2 separate regions of the Columba livia genome follow, and region 1 is linked to region 2. Evidence: chromatin contacts called from public Hi-C data. All regions are on one chromosome and are shown on one strand. Each heading gives the region's core, a stretch centred on a gene start, on an enhancer-like site or on the middle of the called end of the contact. The rest is flanking DNA. Distances are from core to core; before and after follow the strand shown. Region 1 overlaps ABL1 (ABL proto-oncogene 1, non-receptor tyrosine kinase). Region 2 overlaps ABL1 (ABL proto-oncogene 1, non-receptor tyrosine kinase).

Region 1 (4,907 bases), core at 2,391-4,890, 42 kb before region 2:
AAAAAATCAGACCTGTTCTGGTGAAACTTGCTTTTCAGCTTTTTTTGATGAGACTGATGAAAGTTTGTACCCAAACTCATCTGTATGTCTGGGCCATACTGTCTGAGTGAGGCCTGAGGGATTATGCGGGCAGAAGGCTGTTGTGTGTTATAATAAAAAGCTTTGTTTTGAAAACCTGTATTTTTCTCTTAGTTTGCGGTTCCATGCGCTGGGTCTTTGATTTCCACTTTGTTTTGGCCAGTGGTTGAGGTCTGACCCGGCGCTCGGAGGCCGGTGTGATTGCAGTGCTGTGGTGCAGGACAGACATTCAGGACCCTGCTCAGACACCTTCTCCTTCAGCCTCCTGGTTTTTATGTATTTTAACAAACAGTGGAAATTGAAGAACCAATGCACAGGTTCATCTTGCCGCAATTTTCCTGCTTCCATCAGCCCTGACCAAAACAGCAATGGGGAAGAAATGTAATTGTAGCAAAATGTTATGTCTCCTTCATACCATAAACCCTGTACTTTAGCAAAGATTGTATTGCTGGACTCAATAGTCCAGAAACATTGTCCTTCCATTTTTTGTCCACATTGTCCCTTTCCTCCAAATAATATTTTTGTAGGATGCTGTCTGTTAATGCCATCTATATTTTTTATATGATCGGTTGTCTGTCTAGTGTCGTAAAATAATAATTGCAGCTGAGATTTGGTTCATAATTCAGCATTCATGTTCAAAGAAAACGTTTTAAGGATTCCTGAAAGCTAAAAGGCGGGAAGAGGGGAAGAGGCCATCTTGCTTTTGGGATCCTTCGGGCTTTGAGATTTTGGTTCACAGCATTTGGGTTTGGTTTTTTTACCTCATGTCTAGGGACACTTTATCATCCTCTTTCCTGTTCCAAGCAATTACCATTTATTTTATCTTCAAGCAGCAGCCTGTAGCAATAAATTTTAGGAAATTCCTTCCCGCCCTTTATTAAGCCCTACATAATAGCTTCCGCTACTCACTCATACATTCATTAAGAAGAATTAAATGAGTGCTGGCGGCCATTAGCAGAGCGTTTAATAACCTCTCCAAGGGAAGGTGCAGCAGATTGGAATAAATGAACAAGAGCGAAAACAAATGAAATAACTTCATGGAATATGCTCAACTAATTTGTTCGTTAAAAAAAAAAATAACTTATTTACAGGAATGTAGCACTTTAAATGGTTTGAGACCCCTGGCTGAAGAGTCCGCGTTGGGAAGATCCACAGGCAGCGGCAGTGAGCGTTTGGCTGCGGTGCCCGGTGGGAGGGCTGGGGGTTTTTTGGGGAGAGAAAGGGCATTTTTGAATGTTCTGCCCGTTTCCCAGCTGTGGAGGCTGTCGGCAAGGCGGGGGGGGTGTCTGGCTGGAAGGAGCTGGACTGTAACCAACAGCTCATCCCGTCTGGTACCAGCCGTGTCCCATTGGGATCGCTGGTGGTGGCCGGTCCCTGCCAGGCTGGGTTATGTGAACACGCGAGACCTGTGACCAGGGAGCAAATCACCCCCCGCACCAGTTCTTAACTGCTGCTTAAAGATTCACTGGCACTGACGTTTGGCATGTGAAGGATCAGAGCCTAAATACCCCTAAATGGCTTTTCTGAAATAAAGATAATTTAGCGGGTATCACTGCCAGTAGTTTGCTTAGGAAAGCTCAGCTTGTGGAGCACTGGAACTACTGGGAGACCTGGAGTTCTGTGGTACCTGTGGAGCGGCTGAGGAGTTTCCCACTAGTGAGTCCCTTCCACTCCTGACAGTGTTTCAATGTCCACGTGCAGATGAAGAAAAGTCACTGGGACAGGTGTGGATTAAAATGCTCTTTTAATAATTTGTGAGGCTGCTTAGCTGGATATACCTTTCCTATTGTCTTGGTGGAAAATAAGCAGAGTGTTAAGATGACACCAGCTGCTGTGACACAAGCCTGCTCCTGTGTGTAAATTAGAATAGCTGGGCATTCCAGCTTAAAGCAAGCACTGGACACACGTGGAACTCCCAATGTCATGGGAAATGTGTCTCAGCCTTGCTCAGCAGCCTTTAGTGCTCAAGGATCCGATCCTGCCGAGTTTAGCACACTCCAAAGCTTCAGGCTGGCTTTTACTTGCAAAATTAAAAAAAATATACTAAATAAAAAGTGCAAAGACTTTACAGTAGTCGTTTCTATGGCTAGCGTTTCATAACGGAAATACTGGCAACCTTAATTGCATTTTACTCTTACCTGTTTTAGTGGTAAAAATATTCACATGTGATTCAGGTGGTGTGGATGACGAGGTTTTTGTTGAGATTTTGTGGCTGCTCTTCCTTTTTCTTCTGTAGTCATTTCTGATCTCATTTGAAGACCTCAATGAGTTGAGAACAATGACACAATAATTGCTGTTATTGAACCAAAGATGCAGTTTAAGACTTTTACCTGGATCACTACATTTGATTGATATTTTAATTTGTTTTTTTTGGCAGATGAAAGATAATGAGAATCAGTTGCAGTTGAAAATATTTGCACTGGAGAATTTCTTGGTTTTTTAAAAGTTATTATTTTTTCCCTACTTCCTAGTACATAAGCAAGTTTTCTATTGTAAATTCTTCATTATATTTTAAGCATCAACAGTATACAAATGGAGAGAATCTGCACAAATGATTTCAATATGCGATATGCTGCTAATACGCTCAGAATATCTTATTCTAGTCTCTGTGCCAGATAATAGCTCAGATAATAGCTTTCAGACACGTTGTAAATAACGCTGGAGATGCTACAACATTTGTTTTTAATGTACAAATGTAGATATACGAACCTGGTTGTTTGCATTGCTTTATAAACAGCGTAATCGCCTTTCATCTAAAGGCAGAAGTAACTGGGAGAGAGGAAGACTGTGATAGAGCAGATTGGTTTTGGATCCCTCTCGTGCTGTGATACGTGGACAACAAAGTGTTCCGAGCGGCAGAAATGAGCCTGCAGCTTAGCACAAGAGCGGGATGAAATACCGATGATGAGCTCATGTATTCTTATGGGGTCACTCCCCTGCTAGTAAATAGCAGCGTTGGTAATTCTTGCTATTTTCTTGCAAGTTTGCAGTATTTCACAGTGGAGCCCTGGCTTCTGAAGACAGGGGGGAGAAGCTGAGATATTAAAAGCAGCCAAGGAGCAGCCCCCACCTCTGTCTCCATTTTCCCCACCGCTTTCCTCCTGGTGTGAGTTGGTGGGACTGGGGCAGATCTTTCTCCTTTTTAATCCTGCTGGAAGCTTCTGTTCCAAAATCGAGACACTAAGTTAACGGCACGATGTAAACTGCAAGTGGTTGCCCTGATGCTAATAAAAGCTCATAATTGTAATAATATCTTTATTGGTTCGAAACAATTCCCAAGTCCTTTCTTCCTTTCAAGTCGTCCAAGCCATTGAGCGCTCTGACATTTGATCGGAGCCGGGGCAGCCGCAGAGCCGAGCGGCAGCTTGCTAATGGATTTCTGATTGTTCTCCCGGTCCATTCTCCTCCTGATGAATGGCGCGGTCTGGGGAGCTGATAAAAACACTTTGCCATCATGTCATTACGTTTCTCCCGGAGAGAAGAGCAGATTTCCTCTTCTGTCCTGATAGCTGGCTATCCTGCTCAATTAGAGATATATCTATAGAGAGAGAGGAGCAGCCTCCCTATTAGAAGCTGCAATTAGTCTTACAGCTTATATTAGGTCTTTCCTGGGCGGCTGCTGGAATCCCTGCTTTCTCTGGGGAGGCTAGAGCAGGTTTTCCTACCATCATTTTGTTTTGTGAAAGCCTTCAAGCCCCCATGTTGCACAGCTGAGTGGTTGGGGCTTTCTGTGGGGAGGTGTGTGTTGGGGGGGGTGTTTTTCGGCCTCCTGAACAAAACACCTTTTGATGCCAGGCCTCTACATTTCAGGCGAATGTTGCCACGTCTGCCCGGGGTCAACACGCGGAGTCCCCTCCAGAGCTGCCTTCAATGGGGCTTTTATGCCGGGAGCTCCTAAATGTGCTGCGGCTGTCGGTTCAATAACTCAGGTTATATGGGTTTGGGATGCCTGTTCTAGGGCTTGGGGGGGTGCTAACGGGGAAATTCAGGATGATCTTTTAATTTCAGTTGTTACAGGATAACAAGCATCTTGAAAATAAAATAACAGTGTGGAAAAAACCCTGATTAGGAATGATTCATTGCAGTATTTTTATCAACTTAAACCCAGCATTTGCAGCCCCTTTACCATCTCTAACAACTTTAACCAGCTCATTCCTTTCCCTTGAAGGATTGATTCCTTTCCCACTACTCCCGGTGAGCTGTGAAAGTGAATTTCGGGCTTTGTAATTAAGATACCTTGAGTTATTTCTGATTTGTCAACATGACTAATGAAAGGGGCTGTGCCTTCTGGCTCCTTTCACAGCCGTGGTCTTGCCCGTGGAGGCGTTTTGGGGGTTTGTGGGTGTAAATCAGCGGTGTGCCAGCCTGCACACTGCAGCTGGAATGGCACAGCATGGCCCACTGAGATCCCCTCCAGGCTCTGCACCCGTGGCTTTTGTTTTCTGGAGAACTCCAGGTTGATTTAAGCATGGGTTTTGAGGTTATTGAAGATAGCTGATGATAAACTGTGGTGTAACAGACCTACATGCTAAACATTAATAATGCCTTGCAGTATGTTTTATTCCCATGCATCTGAGAAATACCTGCTGTGTGATTTAGCTTGTATTTCAGTATATATATCTTCTTCTTCCCCTCCCAATTTTGGAAAAAATACCCAATGAATTGTTGGCTTAGTCAGCGCTGGTTTTGTGGCTTAAAAGTTCAGGCTGTGTATTTCTTTTCATCACAATCCCATTATATTCCACAGCTACCTGTGTCGACCTGGTTCAGATAAACAGTATTAACTTGTATTAAAACCCAAACCCCGTGTCCATGAGCTGTGCTATCTT
Region 2 (4,460 bases), core at 1,311-3,810:
AAGTGCATGTATTTTCTCCTGAATCCATGCATTTCCATGTACGTGTTGATTGTTGGCAGCTCTCAGAACTGGTAACGGAGCTGGTGGAGCTCATAGTACTGCAGATCGAGTAGATGTGATGCAACACTCTGGTTTCACAATTTTATAATGTAGTTTCTACATACGAATGCTCTGATGTGTGATTGAGTTCTCTCTCTCTCTTTGGTCCCTAGCTGTATGTCTCTTCAGAGAGCCGTTTCAACACCTTGGCAGAGCTGGTCCATCATCATTCAACCGTTGCAGATGGGCTCATCACCACTTTGCACTACCCGGCGCCCAAACGCAATAAGCCCACTATTTACGGCGTGTCTCCAAACTACGACAAGTGGGAGATAGAGCGAACTGACATCACGATGAAGCACAAGCTTGGTGGAGGACAGTATGGAGAGGTGTATGAAGGAGTCTGGAAGAAGTACAACCTTACGGTGGCTGTGAAGACTCTCAAGGTAGGACTCAAATCTCAGAGCGTTCCCGTTCATCTCCTTTTAGCAGGAACCGAGTTTGGGCTGGTTGCCTGCTCTCAGCCTTAGTTAAGGCAGTTTGGGTTGGTGACAACCTTTCCTTTCTGTGCTGTTTGAAATATGAGTATTTTTGAAAGAGCTTGATCCTATTATGGTTTTAGGTGATACCTGAAACACTTGTAACTCAACAAAGGAAGATGATAACAGCGTGATTTTTACTTTAGAACAGATGAAACCTTAGACAAGTAAATAGTACCATGATGTCTCCCATTCCGGGTGTAGTAAAGGAGGGCTGTTCACGCATGAATGCACTAACACAAGCTGCTGTGTTAAGGAAAATTGTGAATTGGGAGTCAGTCAATATAGAATTCAAAGGCTGCGCTTCAGGGAGGCTTTGCATGTTTTGATTTTGTGTCTTATGTGGCGTCTTACCCAAAAGACAAGCTCCCTGTGTACCTGCAAGTCTTATGCAATTGTTCACAGCTGCTTCTTATCAAAAGATACAAGAGGAGAAAAAAGTGTTTCCAAGCTAAAATATATTAGCATTCATAAGTGGCTTTAACGAGGAACTGGATAATCAGTTCTGTTTCTGGCTCTGCTCCCTGATTTGTGTCTTGGTTTCCGTGTCTATTGAAATGCAAATAATGCTCTGTGAGTTCATAAGGTCATTGCTTAATTCATTTATGTTTATAAGAAATGTCTTGAGATCTTCTGGCACCATCCACGCACATTGCATTTGATTGCTTAATAGGAGTTTATGCTAACTTGACACCGTGTTCTCTCTCCTCGAATGGGGATGTGGTTTGGTCTTGCAGAAACAAACAGAACGGGGTTTTTTGTTTGTTTCTTGGGTTTTTTGCAGTGGAAACTTTGAAGTGGAGAGAACTGTGTAGATGCTTTAGTGTCGGGGGAAGAACATTTCCTTGATTTGGGGAAAATATTTCTTCCTTACTCTCTGAGCAGCGGCTACCTCAGTAATTCTCGGTTGCCATGGTTGCAGAAAGTACTTTCATTTTGGCCTTTTTTGTCCTCTGGAGATTCCTGTTGCTGCTCCCCAGTGGAGAGTCCAAGCTCCTGCTTGCACAGGGAGCGAGTGACACCTAGTGACATCCCAGCTCGGATCCGTCGCGCTGGGGACCGCAGGGCTTGCTCGGAGCGTTGTGGTGCGGATGGAGCTGGGATGTGACCAGGCTGAACAAAACGCCTGTTTCTCCTGAACAGGAGAGACTGGTTGTTTCCAGGAACATAATTTGCTATAACATCTCTCTTCCTGCTTCCGGATGCAGCGTGAGGATATTCCATGTCTTCAGATTTCTCATTTTTGCTCCAAACTGTAGTTGTTACTTTCATTCTCTTCTCTCTAAAACCCATCAGCAAAAGCAAATTGTGTGTCATCCAATAAAATGTGTTAGTGCATAGGAGAAGCCTAAATACAGACCATGGCTGTTTCAAATATATCAAATAAATATTTAATGCAACATAAGTAAAAGCGGTTCATAATGTAGTATGAAGCAGCATGTTCCACTGGGGAATGTAAGAGTCACCAAGAAGAGAGTTGAGAAACACTTCAACCTGCAATTACGCACACTAAACCCATCCTTAAAAGCAAATTTATAATCCACCTTCTTTAAATCCATCAGCGCACTGCCTGACAGCTGGGATTATAGCTTGCTTCAAAGTTTTGGGAAACATTTTAAAATCACATTTATATCCCAGTTCTGCTGGGGAAAACAAGCCCTCCGCAGCTTCTGCACAAACCTTCACATGACTCACTTTATTTTCCTCTGAGAGAATATTCTTCACAATTTCATGTGACTCTTCGTGATCCTTCCCCATGTACTCCAGCCAGCTTGATAAGAAAGATAAAGGAGGGGGGGGGACTAAAGGGGAAAAACCATTGTTCCAGCTTCTTTTTGAACAGTGATGCTTACAAACACCCATTTGTTGTTGGTTTTCTATGAAGTCTCTCAGCGTGGCTCACAGCTGGTGCAAACCGCTGGATCGCGCAAGGCGGCGAGCACAGCAGCACACGCCGTTCCTTGGTTGCATTTTACTGGCAAGTCCTGGTCAATGCCTTGCTAATTAGATGCTTCCAGTTAAAACAGATCATGTGCATTGCGCAGGACACATTGGTGTTTATAAGGGTCTGTCATCGTACCACGACACACTCAGAATTTGGGGTTTTACACCAGATGTTGATGGAGAGGAGCATGAAGTAGGAGTGGGGCTGTGACCTGTGTGTCGCTGGACTGAATGCCGCCTGCTGTGACCATGCCCAGCGCTTGTTCCCCGCGAGGGCCATTTAAAGGCCATTTAATCTCAGCATGTTCCTCACTGCACTATTCAGTCGCCATCCTCAAGACTGCCTCTTATTTTTTCTTATTGTTTTCCCCAGCAGAGAAGCCTGTGTTTCAAATTAGGCAACATGCAACCCTGATGTCCCTTAATGCCAGGGAGTGGACCTGTGCTCTGCTAGGAGAATATTGTGTAGCCAGAACTGGTTTATTTCTTCCGTGGCTTTGTCCGGTGGAAGAAGGAAATTGGTTAAGCTTGATCCTTTGCATAAGATCGGGTTTTCAGAGAGATCATTTTACAGTAGTGCTCTGTATGTGTCCTTCTTATTAATTTGGTCACTGAAAGGTGAGAGATTTAAAAAGGTGGCACAGCTGTGCAGAGGAGCGACCTTGCAGAGCCTGTATGGCGTGCGTAAGATAAATGCATATTTAGGGTAATTTTGCAACCTGGATTGTTAACCCGGTTTCCTCTGCCAAAGAAAACAGTTTAAGGATCTACTCACAAGGACCTTTGGGCTATTAGTTTTGACAGAATGTGTTCAGCAAATCGCAGCTGCCAATCAAGCTAATTGGCAAGGAATAGTAAATGATTGAATGAAACTGTTTGAGAAGGGTTCTGGTTGCTAACTGCAGAGCGGGGAGCTGGCTGGATTGCACAGCAAGCTGCCCACTGTTATCATGCTCACCAGCAGCAGTAAATCCTTCCCAATCCTTCCTTAAAACACTTCGTCCATGTAGCCTGTCAACATTAATCCACCGATGAAAAAAAAAATATGGATATAGAAAGAAACATTGCTTTAGGAATAGATCCGTGCTTTTACACCACTTTGAAATGACCTTCTGGCCATTTGGGGTGTATTTTCTTCTGAAAAATATGTCTTTTGAGCAAGATCTTATCTTCCTCGGGTTTGTGTTGTGCCAAGCAACTTTATGGCGTTCAACAAATAGGTGGTGACACGTCTGCCTGGACGTTACGTCATGGGTCAGGCTCTAAATGCCAGAAATCTGTGAAACCTCGGGATTTCAATTAAGGAGAAGCTGCTGTCGGTCCTGCCCCCGTCTGAACGGGGGGATTTCTTGTTCCTGCCCAGTGAAACCGGGGACCCGCATTTCAGCTGCTTCTCAAGCATTCGATTGTGGCGAATCCTTCCTTTTCTGTTGCTTCTTGGTTTTTTTCTGTACTTTTTATTTTGTGTTATCTTCTGCTCTGTTAGGAACAAGCACATTATTCCTTTTCAACTCCTGAATGGTCCTGTGAGAGGCCTTTCACAAAAGGGATATGGATTTTCTTGCCCCAAAAAGCTATGTTAGAATAGGAATGATAAAAATATATACGTTTTTAAATCCTACAAAAAAAAACACCCCAACGTTCCTAATTCCCTGGCATTGTGATGTGGCTACAGGGAAAAATTACCTTAAAAGAACTGTGGCTTATGTTGTCACTTTGCAGTTCGTTTTTGCGTCCACATACAAAAAATCTGCTCCTTCTTTGTGCGCGCTGTCCTTGCCAAAGCTTTGCCATTGTTCTGCAGGAGGATACCATGGAGGTGGAAGAGTTCTTGAAAGAAGCTGCAGTAATGAAGGAGATCAAGCATCCGAACTTGGTGCAATTATTGGGTAAGTGATAAATACTAAGCAGAGGGATTGGAACTGAACTCTTGTGCAA

The links. Hi-C and Micro-C count contacts between places; a contact is called where the count stands out from the background.
Region 1: a Hi-C map of liver shows a contact between it and region 2, with 4 times the contacts expected there. The contact joins two enhancer-like sites. A contact is called at or near these places in 2 of 2 Hi-C or Micro-C datasets (crop and liver).

Annotation. Positions count from the first base shown.
Region 1 is chr19:4,853,109-4,858,015 of bColLiv1.pat.W.v2, reverse strand. The region is part of intron 1 of ABL1 (ABL proto-oncogene 1, non-receptor tyrosine kinase); the gene reads left to right. Among named protein-coding and RNA genes, the nearest start is that of ABL1, 16 kb to the left of the region's middle. Within about 2 kb of position 3,640, at least 1 of the 3 cell types and tissues checked has an H3K27ac peak away from gene starts, as active enhancers do.
Region 2 is chr19:4,809,996-4,814,455 of bColLiv1.pat.W.v2, reverse strand. It overlaps ABL1 (ABL proto-oncogene 1, non-receptor tyrosine kinase), which reads left to right. Exons shown (of 11, transcript XM_065035191.1): 4 at 213-485; 5 at 4,327-4,411. Among named protein-coding and RNA genes, the nearest start is that of QRFP, 21 kb to the right of the region's middle. Within about 2 kb of position 2,560, at least 1 of the 3 cell types and tissues checked has an H3K27ac peak away from gene starts, as active enhancers do.